Linked DNA regions of Pan troglodytes: regions 1 and 3 are each linked to region 2. Evidence: chromatin contacts called from public Hi-C and HiChIP or PLAC-seq data. All regions are on one chromosome and are shown on one strand. The core of a region is the stretch at or near the end of the contact, and the rest is flanking DNA. Distances in the headings are between cores, read along the strand shown. Region 1 holds the start of DUSP10 (dual specificity phosphatase 10). Region 2 holds the start of HLX (H2.0 like homeobox). Region 3 has its middle 300 kb from the start of DUSP10.

Region 1 (2,700 bases), core at 138-2,637, 860 kb before region 2:
GGACTAATTTCTCAACCCAGGCTCCTGTAAAATTTATCCTGAAAGACTGGTTCAGGCCATGAGGGGAAGTGAGGGTGGGATGAGCCCTATTATATATCAACATGGAGTTCAAGTCTGATAAGAAACATTTTACAACCTATTCTCTCTGAACCTGCTGCCTGGAGACTTCATCTGCATAATAAAACTTTGGTCCCCACAAGCTCTTATCTTAACCCATACATTCCTTTCTTTGATCTCAGGTCTTTAGACAAACTCAACCAATTGTCAACCAGAAAATGTTTAAATTTACCTATAGCCTGAAAGCCCACCCACTCCTTAGAGTTGTCCAGCCTTTATGGACCAAACCAATGTATTTCTTAAATGTATTTGATTGATGTCTCATGTCTCCCTAAAATGTATAAAACCAAGCTGGACCCCAACCACCTTGGGCACGTGCTCAGGACCTCCTGAGGGCTGTGTCACAGGCCGTGGTCACTCATATTTGGCTCAGAATAAATCTCTTCAAATATTTTACAGAGATTGACTATTTTCGTCAACAGACGTTACACAAAATCCTCTCCTATGTAAGACTATCGGATGTGTACGTGATGCCCGTCGTAACACTGGTGTGAAAAGCTGGACTGGGGGTTATGTGCCTGCATGTAAGTGCAGGTGCCCAAGGGGATTTCTCTTCACAGCTCATTGAGCATAGCTGACTTGCTAGCTATGGTCTGACACCTCCTGATTTCAGATCTGCCCTGAAAACAACTATGTGAATATGCCCCTGCTACTCAGTATACTACTAGGCTTGGAGTCTGAAGTAGACCTCCAAACCCCATCCAATCAGGTAAGGGAGAAAAACGATAGCCCAACATTCCCTAGTGCTCATAATGTATTATTCCATTATTTCACTTTTTATCCCTTCTCTCACAGATAAGAAAAGAAAAAGCTCTACTTCTTTAGGATTCTTGGACGTAGACTCTCCACAGTTCATCTGGGGTTGTTCATCTCCACTTCTTTTTGTATCCCAGGGCAACTTTCCTGCAGTTTCCCTAATGAGAATATTTTCCGGACTAGGCATGGGGCGGCTTGCCCCGCCCCCTACTCTTCTTCCGGGACGGGAGCGGCGGCCAGCTACCTGGGGCCGGCCAAAGTCAGGGGAGCGGGAAGAGGCGGCGTCACCTCCTCCACGCTCCTCCGGCCCCATTCAATCTAGCAATTTGCACTCGGCTCTGGCTCTTTTCCGCCAGCTGCGGCTGTTCCAGAAGCGTCGGGCTGCCGGTCCTGGCCTCGGCAGGGGCCGTGCAGGACCGAGGGGTGGCGGCCGAGGCATGTGGGGCGGGTGGGTTGCGCGCTGCTGGCACGGCGCGGGGACCCAGCGCGCCAGGCAGGAAAGGGGGGCGGCGGCGGGCGGGGACCCAGCCCCGGAGGGGCAGCGGGCGCGTAGCGGGCCCCAGGACGCCCGGTCAGGGGATTGGCCTCTGCACCGCTGCTCAGGGCGCGTCCCTTGCCGCCTCTGGCGTCGACTCAAGCCTCCTCCTCCGAGCAGCCCTCAGTGGCGCCGCCTTAGTGCTCTGGGTCGAGCCCCGGGAGGGTTAGCCTGGGGACGGCAGGGGCGTGACCGGGGCGCGGAAGTAGGTGAGCAGCAGGGCGGCGCGCGGCGGTCAGGCCGGGACAGCCAGAGGGGCAGCGACATCTGCGGGCGGGCGGGAGGCGGACGCTTCCCGGGCGGAGCAGGGCCCTCCGGAGGACGCAGGCCGCGTCGAGGCTGAAGGGCCTCCCTGTCCGGGACGGTCAGCTGCCAAGTTCGGGCCCTTAGCGCGTGGCCCCGGGCCGCGGCTCGGAGCGGAAACGTCGCCCCTGGCTGCACGCTCATGCTGGTCCTAGCGCAGAAAACCCGGCGAGGTCCGCGAATTTTGGCTTAGCGTTTGTCAAGTCACCTCGAGCAACTCGGAGAGAACCCGGCTTTCCCACTAGGGACGGTGATCGCAGTCTCTTTCCTTTAGAAAGTTACTCCGATACTTTTGATCATCTGTCCATAGTAAGGAGGAAAAATAGCGTGGTTTGTCCCCGGGTGAGGGAGTGTTGGAGGATCCCGTCCAGTGGGAAGAGCCAGTTTTAGCGGAGCAGCGCGTCCAGCCCGCTGACGCTTCAGCCTGGTAAAGGGTTAACTGCATCCTGCCGGTTCGGTTTACATGTAAATAGAGAGCAGCTGCTCCGCGCGGCCCCGGCTGGCTCTTTTAAGTTTTTGATTGGTTGCCAATGACATCACCGCCCGTGTTTTAACACCGAGGACCCAGAGCAGCTTCGGATAAACCCTCCTTAAAGAGATGAGGCCACGCCTTCTTACCCGCCCCCTAGGCTGCCCATTGGTCGCGGGGCTCTGTGAGGTAGCGGTCGGCTTTCTCCGGATTCTTATTGGTCCAACCCGCCGTCGGTCGGCGGCGAGTCCGCCCCCTCAGAACCTTACATTTACAGTGTAGCAAAAGAGAAAGTAACTATGTTGCTGCTGGAGATCAATGAAGCCGAGTGAATGGGGGCTGAATGTGCGAGTCCATAGCTGAAGAGGAGCGCCAGATGGTGGAGGAATACACTTATTTATGAAGTAAGTGGAAGTCACCGCGACTACTCCTGAGAGCCCGGGACTGGAGGTGGAGGATTGTAAGGCGGTGCTTGTGTGAGTGTGAGTGTGTGTGTTTGTGTGTGTGTATCTGTGTGTGT
Region 2 (2,700 bases), core at 70-2,569:
ATCTCGGGCACACTCACACTCTCCGCTGATTTGTTCCTCCCCTTCCCCTTGCCCTGGATTCACTTTTATTGAGCGAAGTCAAGAGAGAACCCGTCTCGGCGCTGAAACCTCTCTCTCCCAACAGTTGCCAAGGAGCGACGCACGAAAAGTTCCTGTGTGTCCCTCACGTCCACATGCATGTATATAGTAAGCAAAGGCTTTACATAAATCGGCTTACGGCCTCACTTTCACGTGTCTTCCAAGAACGCCACAGACGCAAAACCTCCGCCCCAAGGTGGCCCCACTCTGCCCGCTCATCTAGGCGGTTTTGTTTATTATTTACATTTCCTGGGTGAAATTTTTACTAGAAATCAGATAAGTGCGAAAGTGTTTCCCAAAAATGCTTTAGCTGTCAGAAAATATAATTCTGTCTCTAGATACATTATTAAAGAGATCAAAGTCATGTTAGCAGATAATTACACCAACCACTTTTATAAATATTGATTCTAAGACGTGTTTTTAAAGAATCCCTGGAGTCATTTTTTGTTTGTTTTACATAGAACAGGTGAGTTTTAGACCTAATGTTTTGTAGTTTTCTTACAATTCGTTTTCTTCTCTCCCGTTTTACCGATTTGTCCTTAATTGTAAAAACACTCAAAGGCACCCCAAGCCAGCCCGGAGTCCGGGGAGTGGGTCAGTGGTCAGAGGCCTGCAGCCTCCCGCCCAAGACCTACCTCTCAGCGTGTTGCCTTCTTTGACTTTTGGGTCAAATTCTGCAGATAAAATGCGGTCAATTCCAAATTTGAGGTCTTTGCTGGAGGGGGCCGGGGCAGAGCCACTGTAGTGGGGGTTCGGAACCACTCGCGTCCCCGAGGCCGGGGGCTGCAGGGCGCCAGCCCGGGGCGGAGGCGGAGGCTGTTGCTGCGGCGGCTGTTGCTGCTGCGGCTGTTGCTGCTGCTGTTGTTGTTGCGGGTGATGGTGGTGGTAGGCGGCTGAGAGCGGAGACAGCCGCTGCGGGAAGCCAGCCGGGACTTCGGAGGGCGCCACCACTGGGGTGGGTCGAAGCGGGGATCTGGCCGCCGCTTGGAAAGAGGCGTGCGGGTGAACCGAGCCCAAGTGCGCGGTGAGGGCGGCGGCCGAGGCCCCTGCCAGGCCCTCCGGGGCCGCCCCCAGATCCCCCACGCCGGCGTGCAGAATGTCTGCGATGCAGAAGGAGGGCTTTTTGACGGCGGCGGGGTCCAAGGGGAAGGAGCAGCCGCCTGGGCCGGCCGAGGAGCAGTAAGCGGCCGACCAGAGGCTGAAGTTGGAGGCGTAGAAGGGAGCCAGCCCGGCTGCGAACATCCTGCCGGGGTGAGCCGCGCGGCTGCCGCAGTCCAGCCGGACTGGGTGGGTGGGCGCGCGGGGAGGGGCGCGCGGGTCCCGGAGAAGGCGGCGGCAGCCGAGGACGATCCGCTTTCGCTTCTCCGCCCGCACTGAGGAAGAGAGGCCGGGGGCCCTAGCGCCACCGAGGGAGGAGGCGAGGGCCGGATCTCGGCCGGTCACCGCCTCGCTCCCTGGCCTCGCTTTAAAGGCGGCGCGGCGCCCGCACTCCTCGCGGGCTGGAGGAGAGCGAGGGGCGCTGGGACCGCAGGGCGGGCGGGGGAGCCAGGGAGACGGGAGCCGGACACCGCAAGAAAACCCAAATAGCTAAGCCCTAAGAGCTAAATTTAAAACAACAACAATAATAATCCGTTAGTTAGGGGGGGGAAAAAGTAATAGAAAAAAAAAAAAACTCGTCTCTAAAAACTCCCAAAGTTTTGGCAGGAGCTTTCGAGTCAGGCCCGGGGTAGGACCTCGATCCGAGCGCTCATTGGTCATCCTCGTGACCAATGGGAGCGGGGAGTGGAGGGGAATTAGGAACGAGGGGGCCTGGCCGGACCCTAGCCACGCCCCGGCCACGCCAAAGTTTTTGCTGCGGCCGCGTGGGCTTAGTAGCGCACATCGCAGTGCTTCTTGCTACTCTGCGTAGGGGCCAGGCAGCCGCTCCGGAGGGCTCTGACTCTCTTCTAACTTCTGCAGCTCCGAACCGCCACGGGGCAAGGAGGGTTGATCACAGGAGCTTTCCTGAAGCGCTTGTCACCCGGGGCGAGTTGGGGGCGTGGGGAAGGGACGGTAATCTCACTCTTTAGGGCTCTGCAAAGCCCGCCTCCCGGTGGAGAGCGGAGCGCGCTTTGGCCCCTTTGCTTCCCTTCTCTTGACCTCATTCTGCTTTTATTCCAGGAGTCCGTGTCCTCGGCAAAGCCCCTCATCTTTCCTGGGCCCTTGCCCAAATGTTGCCGCCCTGAGTCCCGGCCCAACTCAGCACCGCGTCCGCCTCGTGCCTCCCAGGAGATCCTCCGGGAAGCGAGAAGGAGGGGCGGCCGCAAATTGGTTTTATTCTGAGCTGTCACACAGTGACAACTTGAACGAGTGACTTTTCAAACAAAATAAGACGGATGGCTCCAAACGTCTCTTAGACGCAGCCAAACCTTTCCCCGGAGCCTCAGAGGCTACAAAACAGGCTGCCTCCCGAAAGCCGGGAGAGCGGCACGCGCTTCCATCCTTTGCAGGAGGTTGTAGGAAATGTTAGCCTCGCTCCTCCACCACATCTCCGGATCACGTGGGGTTCGTTGTTTTGCAAGTGCCCACAAGAGCAGATTTCCGTGGGGTTCAATACTGCTTTCAATTCTGTGACAGCTTCCC
Region 3 (2,700 bases), core at 131-2,630, 560 kb before region 2:
AGCTCATTTCATTAGCATCCTGTCCTCAAGGCTTATCCATGTTGTAGTGTATGGCAGGATTTTCTTCCTTTTTAAGGCTATTCCACTCATGTATAGATCACGTTTTGTTTATCCTTTCGTCCACTGATGGACGTTTGGGTTGCTTCCTTGTTTTGGCTATTATGAATATGGCTGCTATGAACATGGATGAAGTAAATATCTCTTTGAAACCCTGCTTTTGGTTATAGACCCAGAAGTTCCCACTAAGCCCTTTTGCTTTGGATTCCCTACCCAGAGCCCTCTAATTGGACTTTTACTTTCCTGCCTTTGAGCTTTTCCTTTTACTGCGCAGCCTACCTGGCCTGTCCTATTTTGGTTCCCTGCCTATTGAAGTCCTGTTTATTCTGCAAGGCTCTTCTATTTGTACCTAGCCCAATGCCTTTCACACAGTAGGTGCTCAATAACTAACATATAGTTAGATATATCTTTGCCATACCTGTGCTAAAACAACGTAAAAAGGTAGGAGGCAGAAATGATGTCTTATTATCCCTTATGGCCTGCACACAGTAAACAGTTTAGGAAAAGTTTATTAAATAAATAAAGTACCCATGCCCCCTGGAACAAAAGGTATGCAGGGCAGTGTATTTCATGGGCTGTCCAAGACCTCATGTCAGAAACGTACGTTTAGGCAGCAAGAACACACAAGAGGCAAGAGAGTAAGAAAGTACGCTGGAAAATTTTGCTAGCTGGGTCAATTCCAATTTGGCAAAAACAAGCCTTCTGCTTTTTCTCCAGGGTTCTTTCTCCCAGCATCACTTATTAATGCTAATTAGTCAAGGGTGTGCCATGATGCAGAACACTTGTGACCCATAAGGATTAGAGAGAGACTGTCATTTCTCAAATGACCCACGAGAGGCAGCCAGAGGCAGCGACGGGGAAGGAGAGGAGGGGAAGAGGAACTTCTCTGCAAAGAATCGCACTAAAGTAAGTGCAAGTAAAAATAAATCCACATATAAAACAACTGTACAAATGTTAGCAGTATTTTCACAGCTGGGTTTCTTTGCCTAAAATACTTAGCACTTACTTTAGAAAACTCACTTCTAAACATAAATGGTCTGACTGATCACAGAAGCTGAACCCTGATACAACTCTGACTTTGAACTTGACTTCTGCCCAGATGGGAATAAAAATAATGACTTCTTCTAAGTAAGAACCTTAATTGCCATGAATTCACACCAGACTGTGGTGGGTGACCTTTATCTCACATATGAGGAAATTAAGGTAGGGCTTGGTTTAGGAAGCTAGATTCATAACAGTCAGCATATTTATATCCAGATTAGGCAGGACTCTGGATTTAAAACACTTTCCCTTGGAAAACACCGACTCTGTCTGTTTCCATGGCACTAAAAACACCCCACTTGAATAACTGCCCAGTTACTTATCATAGCAGGATTAGTGGTCTTCTCAAAGCATCTGCATTCACATTCCTGGTATTTATTTCCTGTAGATATTCGTTTCAAAGACTGATGCCACAGGACATGAATAATCACGGTGACTCACTTTTAGGGACTTTCCCCTGGGGAGTGCCACCTACAGAGCCTCAGAATGAAGTGGGCACATATTAATTAAAATATGTTTCATCTCCAAATGACTATGACAGAAGCTATACTGATGAATATGACAACTAAATACAAAATAATACCATAATGACTAGCAATGATTCAAATATTGTGCTCATGATGTTATCTTTCATCCATTTATTTAATAAATGGATTTATATAATGAGTGACGGGACTTCTATGTGTCAGAGTGCTGGTAGGACAGGCCATGTTTCAATAAATTTACAACCCAGCAGGCAATGTTCCTATCAACTAATGAGATTTTTAAATTTAATATTTTTTGGTCAAAGCAAGGGAGTCTTCAAAATTACCAAAAAATATATTTGGTAAGGAAACAGTAAACAGAACCAATTATTCCTTCTTGGTTGAGTTAAGAAAACACGCTTTGTGCTTACACTTCCCATAGTGATCAGGGATTTCTCACCCCTTGAATTTCTGTAGCATAAATTGTTGACGTCTCTTCACTTCCCTGTCTCATTTCCTTGCCCAGGTGGTGAGCCCTGTGCATGAGCCTCTGCCTGACTCATCTTTGTATCTGCAATGCCTCACACATGCCTCATATCTCCCCGCCAGGCAAGCAGTGTTAGTGAAAACAGGATGTCATCAGTTCAGTAAAGAAGAGATTGACAACAAACTGTGAATAGAAAAGTCAAATAGGAATGCATTGGCCTTTAAAAAAATATTTTCCAAATTATCCTATAGTAAAGTTGACTTTTTTCTTTGATGTACAGCTCTATGGATTTCCACATATGTATAGATTTGTGTAACCACCACAAAGAGGATACGAAACAGTGCCATAACCCCCCAAAGCTTCCCCATGCTGTCCCTTTATATTCACCCCCTCCCTCCACCATAATCCCTGGCAATCACTAATCTCTTCTCCACCATTGTGCTTTTGTCTTTTGAAACTGGCATCTCTTACTCAGCACAGAGTTATCTAAGTTGTTCTTTTTTATGACTGAATAGTGTTCCATCATATGTGGTATCACAGTTTATTTACCCTTTCACTCATTGAGGGACATTCAAGTTATTTTCAGTTTGAAGCTACTGTGTAAAAAAATAAAAATAAAAATAAAGCTACTCTGAAGTTTTGTTTATCAGT

The links. A called contact is a pair of places that touch in the nucleus more often than the background predicts. HiChIP or PLAC-seq counts read pairs in DNA pulled down with a chosen protein or histone mark.
Region 1: a contact with region 2 is called in an H3K4me3 HiChIP or PLAC-seq map of stem cell-derived excitatory neurons, with 10 times the contacts expected there. The contact joins the promoter of DUSP10 here to the promoter of HLX in region 2. A contact is called at or near these places in 1 of 7 Hi-C or Micro-C datasets (stem cell-derived neural progenitor cells) and 1 of 1 datasets of contacts at active chromatin or transcription factors (stem cell-derived excitatory neurons).
Region 3: a Hi-C map of stem cell-derived neural progenitor cells shows a contact between it and region 2, with 7 times the contacts expected there. The contact joins the enhancer-like site here to the promoter of HLX in region 2. A contact is called at or near these places in 4 of 7 Hi-C or Micro-C datasets (blood, induced pluripotent stem cells and stem cell-derived neural progenitor cells), 1 of 1 datasets of contacts at active chromatin or transcription factors (stem cell-derived excitatory neurons) and 1 of 1 other capture datasets (stem cell-derived neural stem cells).

The regions. Positions count from the first base shown.
Region 1 is chr1:27,381,509-27,384,208 of NHGRI_mPanTro3-v2.0_pri, forward strand. DUSP10 (dual specificity phosphatase 10) reads left to right here and starts at 1,388. Exons shown (of 4, transcript XM_001173001.7): 1 at 1,388-2,584.
Region 2 is chr1:28,239,556-28,242,255 of NHGRI_mPanTro3-v2.0_pri, forward strand. It overlaps HLX (H2.0 like homeobox), which reads right to left and starts at 1,320. Exons shown (of 4, transcript XM_525068.7): 1 at 714-1,320. The coding sequence starts at 1,320. LOC129136060 (a long non-coding RNA gene) reads left to right here and starts at 1,244. Exons shown (of 4, transcript XR_008537346.1): 1 at 1,244-1,329.
Region 3 is chr1:27,683,506-27,686,205 of NHGRI_mPanTro3-v2.0_pri, forward strand. No RefSeq gene overlaps it. Among named protein-coding and RNA genes, the nearest start is that of DUSP10, 300 kb to the left of the region's middle. Within about 2 kb of position 1,381, at least 5 of the 24 cell types and tissues checked have an H3K27ac peak or open chromatin away from gene starts, as enhancers often do. A contact at or near this core is called in stem cell-derived neural progenitor cells, where this site is marked.